Regions from separate parts of the Hordeum vulgare genome. Here region 2 is linked to region 1. Evidence: chromatin contacts called from public Hi-C data. All regions are on one chromosome and are shown on one strand. Each heading gives the region's core, a stretch centred on a gene start, on an enhancer-like site or on the middle of the called end of the contact. The rest is flanking DNA. Distances are from core to core; before and after follow the strand shown.

Region 1 (3,519 bases), core at 732-3,231:
TACAACGTAAGGATGCTTATATCGTGCCCGTCGAGGACAGTGCGGTGCAGCAAGAGCGGCGCTATGCAGCCCGCTGCTCCGCTCTCACCAACTTGGACGAGGTGTCGACCTAGGTTTGGAAGGACCCCAACCTGGTAGTGGCATGGGCTCTCGTCCGGTTCGTCACCACTGTAGAGACGACCGTGCGATGCCTCCGTGCCTCCGCGTGGAGCTTGCCAAAATTGGTGAGGAATGGTCGCTAAGCGACACCTCGCCGATGCCTACAGGGCCAAGGCTACATCCAAGGCACCACAGTCGAGGTCAGCATTGGCCACGACGACCTTCGACACGACGCTTGAGCAAGTGGAATGTATCGTCCCCAAGCTCTTGGCGGCGGCCGGGCAAGTGTGTCGCGGTCCCATGCCCTTCCGCCGATGAAAGGATGATGACGACAACAACACGAACGGCAATGGTGGGCGACCGGCCACGCGTACGAGGTCGTCGTCCTTTAAAAACCAGCCTCCTATTTTTTATTTTCTTGTTAAACGGTCAAAATGTTGTTTGTTTTATGTATGTTACGTTCCTACTATGCTGAAGTCCGTCATGTTTGATAAAAATAATTAATTTAAGTTTATGTTGAAATTTGCTTTGGATGGCCGGCTGCCACACGAGTGTCCATATGGTGTGCGATTTGAAGGTGAGGGTTGAAGATATCCTAATATATTTGATTTCAGATGAGGCATAGTCTCCCTAAATCGAAAAAAGTAAGTGACAAATTTGTAATGTAGTACAATCCCTCTTTTATGGGCTAGATTTGTCTTCAGTTCCAGGCAATGTATCACCTAGCGTTGATACCTCACGGGAGGGAAAACTCAAAAGAGGAGAGGATACCAATAGTTGCCGCGTCATTGCGCGAGTATAACACAGTTTCTTTTGTCAGTTTTATAAATCGAGAGAGAATCAAAACTCTTGTTTTTTACACCTAGAGAACAGTCTGTTTCTGGTTCTGGTTCCTTCACACTTTCACTCCGGTGGGCCTAACGACATGAGTAAACCTGGTCACGAACCGAATTAAGTTGCTCATTGGCCATTCCATATAATCTAGCTAGACAAAGAAGAGGTAAAAGGGGATTGTGTATGTTTCATGCCAATCACCATCTATTAAGCGTGAGATGATAAGGGGTTTATGTACAACATAAATAAAGCTACATAAAAGCTTACAGTTCTAAGATAATAAAAATGTGTGTTATCCTAAACAAGAAAATAAACATAAATAATAAGGTAGCTAGGAGTAGATTTAGGGGAAACACTATTGTGCTGACATTCTCTAGGAAGACATGGCAAAACGAAGATTATCATGGCAATTTCTATTGTTCAAAGGATGACAAATTTGTTCAGCAAGCACGGCAAAATCCTGGCAAAAATGAACTGGACAGATTTGTCATGCTTGGTAAGGAAATTTGCCATCCATGATCAATACAACCAAACACCATAAGAATCGTTTAAAGATTGCTAGGAGTGAAAAAACAACCAGGGGCGGATTCATCGAATCTTGGCAGCATCAGAAAACGTCCGCGTTCAGAAATAGAAATGAACACCCCTGAATATGTTAATCACATCCGAGATGCTCCCAATAATGGCGTCGTTGGCATCACCCATCACACCACACGAGGGGGAAAAAAGCCTAAACCAGGCACACCGCGGCAAAGCAAAGCAAAGCGAAGCACAGCCGGCCGTTGGTGAATCCGGCCTCCGGGGCCCTCGCAGCCGCCGTGGATCGTAGATCCGACGGCACCCACCGGCGCTGACGCGGGCGGCGGGGCCCACGCTGACTCGGCGACGCTGCATCCGGGAGGGGATAAACTCCCGCCGCGCACGGAACCCTCCCAACCGACAGCCGCCACGTGTCCCCGCAGGGAGGAGAGGAGAGCAGACGCGAGGCCCCGGAGCCGCGCGGATCGGCTATAAATACGGCGCGCGCATCCGCTAATTCCCGCATCTCTCTCTCTCTCTCTCTCTCAACACGAGCATCATTCACTCCTCCTTCCTCTTCTTCAACCTCATCCGCCCCCCGAACCCCGCGTCGTCCGTCGCCGCGTCCACCATGTGTGGGATTCTGGCCGTCCTCGGCTGCGCCGACTCGTCGCAGGCTAAGAGGGCTCGCGTCCTCTCGTGCTCCCGCAGGCAAGCACCTGCCCATGCATCTCCTGCCCCCTCTTCAAATCCCTAGCCTCCGGCTCTAATGCCCGCCCGTGGGTGCCGTTGACATGATCTTGAGGTTCTTGCGTCGATCCTCATGAAAACAAAAATGTCGTTGATAATATGTGTAGATACCTTTTACAATTGTTCTTCAACTTGCCAGAAAGAACCTAAGCAGGATCGTCCAATTCCTGTTTTGTCCTCGTTTGCGTTTCTTGTCGTTTTTGCATATATGTGCCCTGAAAGAATCGAACAGTAAGGGCAGATCTGAAAGCCAGCACAGGAATCTTCCTCTTCCTTAAGCCTAAGCCCCCTCCGCTTACTTGTTATCTGATGATTGCTCTGTTCGCGGCACGGCTTGTGGTGGATTTTGACGTACGTGTTGGGCTCGGTATGATGACGATGCAGGCTGAAGCACAGGGGACCGGACTGGTCCGGGCTGTTCCAGTGCGAGGGCAACTTCCTGGCGCAGCAGCGGCTCGCTGTCGTCTCCCCGCTCTCCGGTGACCAGCCCCTCTACAACGAGGACCGTACCGTCGTCGTCGTGGTATGCATATATGTGTGCTCTTCCTTGTACCTGTACGCGTCGTCTGTTTGCCACGTCGTGCGAGTAGACTCTTCTCTCTTCTCCATCGCCTATCGTTTTCTAACTGTTCGTTGATGAAAAAGGCCAATGGAGAAATCTACAACCACAAGAAGATCCGGAAGCAGTTCGCCGCCAAGCACACCTTCACCACCGGCAGCGACTGCGAGGTCATAATCCCTCTGGTAAGCGAGATTGTTCCGGTTTCCAGCGGCCGAATTTAGGTTCGAAATTGTAAAGAAAAAAAAGCAAGAAAACAAAACTGAATACTGACGCCGACCCTCATCTCTGCTCCTGCTGCTGTCTCAAGTATGAGGAGTACGGCGAGAACTTCGTCAACATGCTGGACGGAGTCTTCTCCTTCGTACTGTACGACACCCGCAACAAGACGTACATGGCAGCACGCGACGCCGTCGGCGTCAACCCCCTCTACTTCGGCCGAGGCAGCGACGGTACGCCAGTTTCAACCGTCAGTCCGTCACCACGGATTCTTCACGTCTGGACTGGGACTTATTTGTCTTGTGTGCTTTCACAGGCTCCGTCTGGATTGCGTCTGAGATGAAGGCGCTCCACGAGGACTGCCCAACGTTCGAGCTCTTCCCTCCGGGGAACCTGTACTCGAGCGCCGCCGGAGGGTTCCGGCGGTGGTACAACCCACAGTGGTTCGCCGAGCACGTCCCGGCGACGCCGTACCAGCCCCTCGTCCTCAGGGAGGCATTCGAGAAGGTGCATACCACGCTGACCGGAGTACCACGCGA
Region 2 (3,346 bases), core at 489-2,988, 450 kb before region 1:
AATGCTTGGGATACGTTGGAAATTGAAGTAAGATGGACTCAACAAATGTCCTTGTACTGAAGGAACACTCATATGTGTGTTGAATGTATCTACACCCCAGTTCTTCAAAGTTAGGACGCACAGTAACACCATGAATGATGTAGTTCCTCCCCATGTGCAATGTAAGATTGAATCTATTCACTAAATCTTTTCCAGATACAATAGCTTTAATTTTGGCACCCTTAGAATTGTTTAAAAAAATGTTAGATGATGGTAACCATATGTTTATTTTAACAATCCGACATGCTGGAGACTTGCAGTTTTGTCCATAAGAATGAAGTGAAGGTTATCACCACTTTGATTAACCAGGAATTTGACATTTACCTTCACACATATGCTACAAATTCTGAATGTATCAGAATATTCGAGGTTGTCAAAATATATGAAATCTATATCAAATAGCTTAAATTAGCAAACATGGTTTTTCCATTTCTTCAAAATATGAGAAGGCATGTTAAACTTACCTAGGCTTCACTGGTTTTTTTGTGCAGGTTGCAAATGTCCGCTGACATCTAAGATTAGTTGGCGCCATCTAATACAGTTTATCAAAATATGTCATGTTTAAACTAGAAGCAACACAGTGACAATAAGAAATAATAACTAATCAACCAAATTATAACACACATATTATCAATTGTTGAAGTATATGCACATTTAAATGTGATAAAAAAACAGCGCGTAAGTGTGCAGCCAACCAGCCCGCCCTCGAGTCATGACTCGCGCGGGGTGCGTTGCCTCTTGTATGAAAAATAAAAAAGGCCCTTCTTTTTATTCTCTTTCACCATGTTCCCCGATGAAGTTCATCACCATCTTGGCAATTCGTCCAAGACAGGGAGGAGTGAGCTGATATGATACCCGTTCGAGCCCATACAGAGAGGGAGGGATGGTCAAGGTGGCGGTCCTTCCCCTTCTTTCTCCAAAAGAAAGGACGGCCCTTCGGCATTTAGCTTCACAGCAGCGGTTGGCGCACTCACGTGTTGCACACCTGCGTTATCTTTGGACGATTCTCCAAGTAAAGACGAGGCTGCAGCTAAGATCAGGTACTGTTCGCTCCGAGCCGTGCGCAGATGCTATACTGGCTGTGCCTCACGCCAACCTACTAGTAACGCTCCAAATTTGTCTCAAGAAATAATTCCTCGTACCAAAATAAATATCGTCGATCCAGTATAAAATTTATACTAACCTAATACAATTTTTGTGATACTTATTCTGAAACGAAGCAAGTATTTTAAAGACTAAACAAGTTGAGTTCTTGTGTGTGAGCTGAGCTCGATGACGGCCATTCACACGCCCTCGCTGCAGCGGCGGGACAAAGGCCAGTGGAAACCCAAGGACGGGCGGGGCGACCTTAAACCCTGCAGTAAACATCACACGCAACGCATTCCCAAATATCCCAGCTTTCACTCCCAGGATCAAAACACAGTAAAGTCTGTCATCTACTTGCCAAAACGGAAGGAAACTGGAAGACAAAGATATCGGTATACTGTACATGCAAACGCTACGACTTGCCTAAAATCCTGTGACCAAATCACCGCCTTTTTTTTTTTTGGCAAGTGTTACATCTTCACAAACCTCATTAACTGCCAAGACTCAAATAGCAAATCAAGGGCGGATTTTCTTGCCGTAATATAAGTGAATTACCGGGCTATTAACGCCGGCGTTAATTACCCAATACTAGCAGCACCGGCCGAGTGCTGTAAAAATAACCCCTCCATTAAACCCGTCCCCTCCTCCTCCTCCTCTGTATCCACCTCCCCCCACCTGGATTCCGCCTCCTCCCCCTCCCCCAACCACCGCCGCCGCCGCCCGGCTCTCGAATCCGAGGCCGTCCGTCGCCGCTCGCGGCGCCCGCAATGCCGCGGGGGATCCCGAAGCGGAGGCGCCAGCCGTCCCCTGTCGCCGCCGCGGGGGAGCGGAAGCTTCTTCCGGGCGACCACGTCGAGGTCAGCCAAGTCGAAATCCGCACCGCCGTCATCGCCGGGCGGGCCACGCATTGCTCCTGCGCGCCTGGCTCGCCTGGGTTTGACCTCCCGTGTCTCCCCTGTAGTCTAGTCTAGTGTGGTTGGCTCTGAACAGAGTCCCGCCTTCGTCAGATGACCTGTGCTAATGTGGTTAGTTTCGGTAGAACGCGCCGGTGATTGCTGTTTTGCGCGATAATCGTGTGCAGATGGGAGCTATTGAGCTGGCATCTGTCTAAATGATTTAAGACTGTCGGCACAAATAGCATGTTTGGGTCAATCTGCGATGAACTTCTTGTTAAGTAATCGCGTTAGTCAGTGCATGGTTGCGCCTGCATGTGTGCCAGTCGCCTAATCAGTCTGCCGATGTAGTGACATGCTAAAAGATCCTTGCTTTGTTGGTATACCCGCCTGGAAAATTGTTCTGAATCATGGGTTCGTGGTTAGTGCTCGACTGACTGAATGTTATTATTGGCCTCTCATCCAAGTGTCATTTTGCAGTAGCATTTTTCTTGATTGTTTTGCTGTCTCGCGCACACCAAGTATCCTTCTTTGTCGAGTGCCAGTGCTTGAAATGTGTAGAATTGTATTGGTTTAGTAGGAACGCAAAAGAAAAATAGGAAGTGAGGCGTTATTTCGCACGCACCTAATGAGTGTACTTTGTCCATGAACCATGGTCAACCAATGGCATCATCTGTAAAATGTCCTTCCTACGGATTCATTGTTATCATTTATCACCACTACCGATGCGTGTTGGAAATGTTACTATCCTTTTTTCTTTTGCAATCTCACTATGAAAACTCTCATACTTGTGAATGTGAGTAGATTCACTGATATATTTCTGTTCCGCAGGTCTTCAGTTTTGATCGAGGGCTATGCGGATCATGGCACCAGGCTGTTGTAATTGAAACTTTGGACAACTTCCGCTCTGTAAGATATGTCGATTTTGTTGATGACAATGATGGCGGGTCACCTCTTATTGAGAGAGTTGAGGTGTCAGATGCTATCGATGGCAAGTCAAGTGCGGCTCAGGGATCCACTCGTGGAAAAATAAGACCCGTGCATCCACATCAACCGCTGCAGATATCTGATGCAAGCTATGGACTGTGGGTTGATGCACTAGTGGAAGGATCCTACTGGGAGGGTGTCATTGCTGATCACGCTGAAGGCTCCATGCAGAGGAAGGTCTTTTTTCCTGATGAAGGTGATGAACGCATTATGGCAGTCGATCAGCTACGCCGTACTCAGGACTGGGATGAAGTTACTGGAACATGGAAACCGCGCGGAATCTGGTCGTTTCTCCAAATGCTTATGTCACATGAAGAGAAAGCTGGTTTACCTGTATCAGT

Evidence for each region. Hi-C and Micro-C count contacts between places; a contact is called where the count stands out from the background.
Region 2: a contact with region 1 is called in a Hi-C map of seedling, with 2.4 times the contacts expected there. The contact joins the promoter of LOC123448914 here to the promoter of LOC123448911 in region 1. A contact is called at or near these places in 2 of 6 Hi-C or Micro-C datasets (leaf and seedling).

What each region holds. Positions count from the first base shown.
Region 1 is chr4H:450,879,813-450,883,331 of MorexV3_pseudomolecules_assembly, reverse strand. It overlaps LOC123448911 (asparagine synthetase [glutamine-hydrolyzing] 1), which reads left to right and starts at 1,981. Exons shown (of 12, transcript XM_045125950.1): 1 at 1,981-2,163; 2 at 2,587-2,725; 3 at 2,848-2,946; 4 at 3,072-3,213; 5 at 3,297-3,487. The coding sequence starts at 2,084.
Region 2 is chr4H:451,334,517-451,337,862 of MorexV3_pseudomolecules_assembly, reverse strand. LOC123448914 reads left to right here and starts at 1,738. Exons shown (of 11, transcript XM_045125953.1): 1 at 1,738-1,982; 2 at 2,850-3,346. The coding sequence starts at 1,893.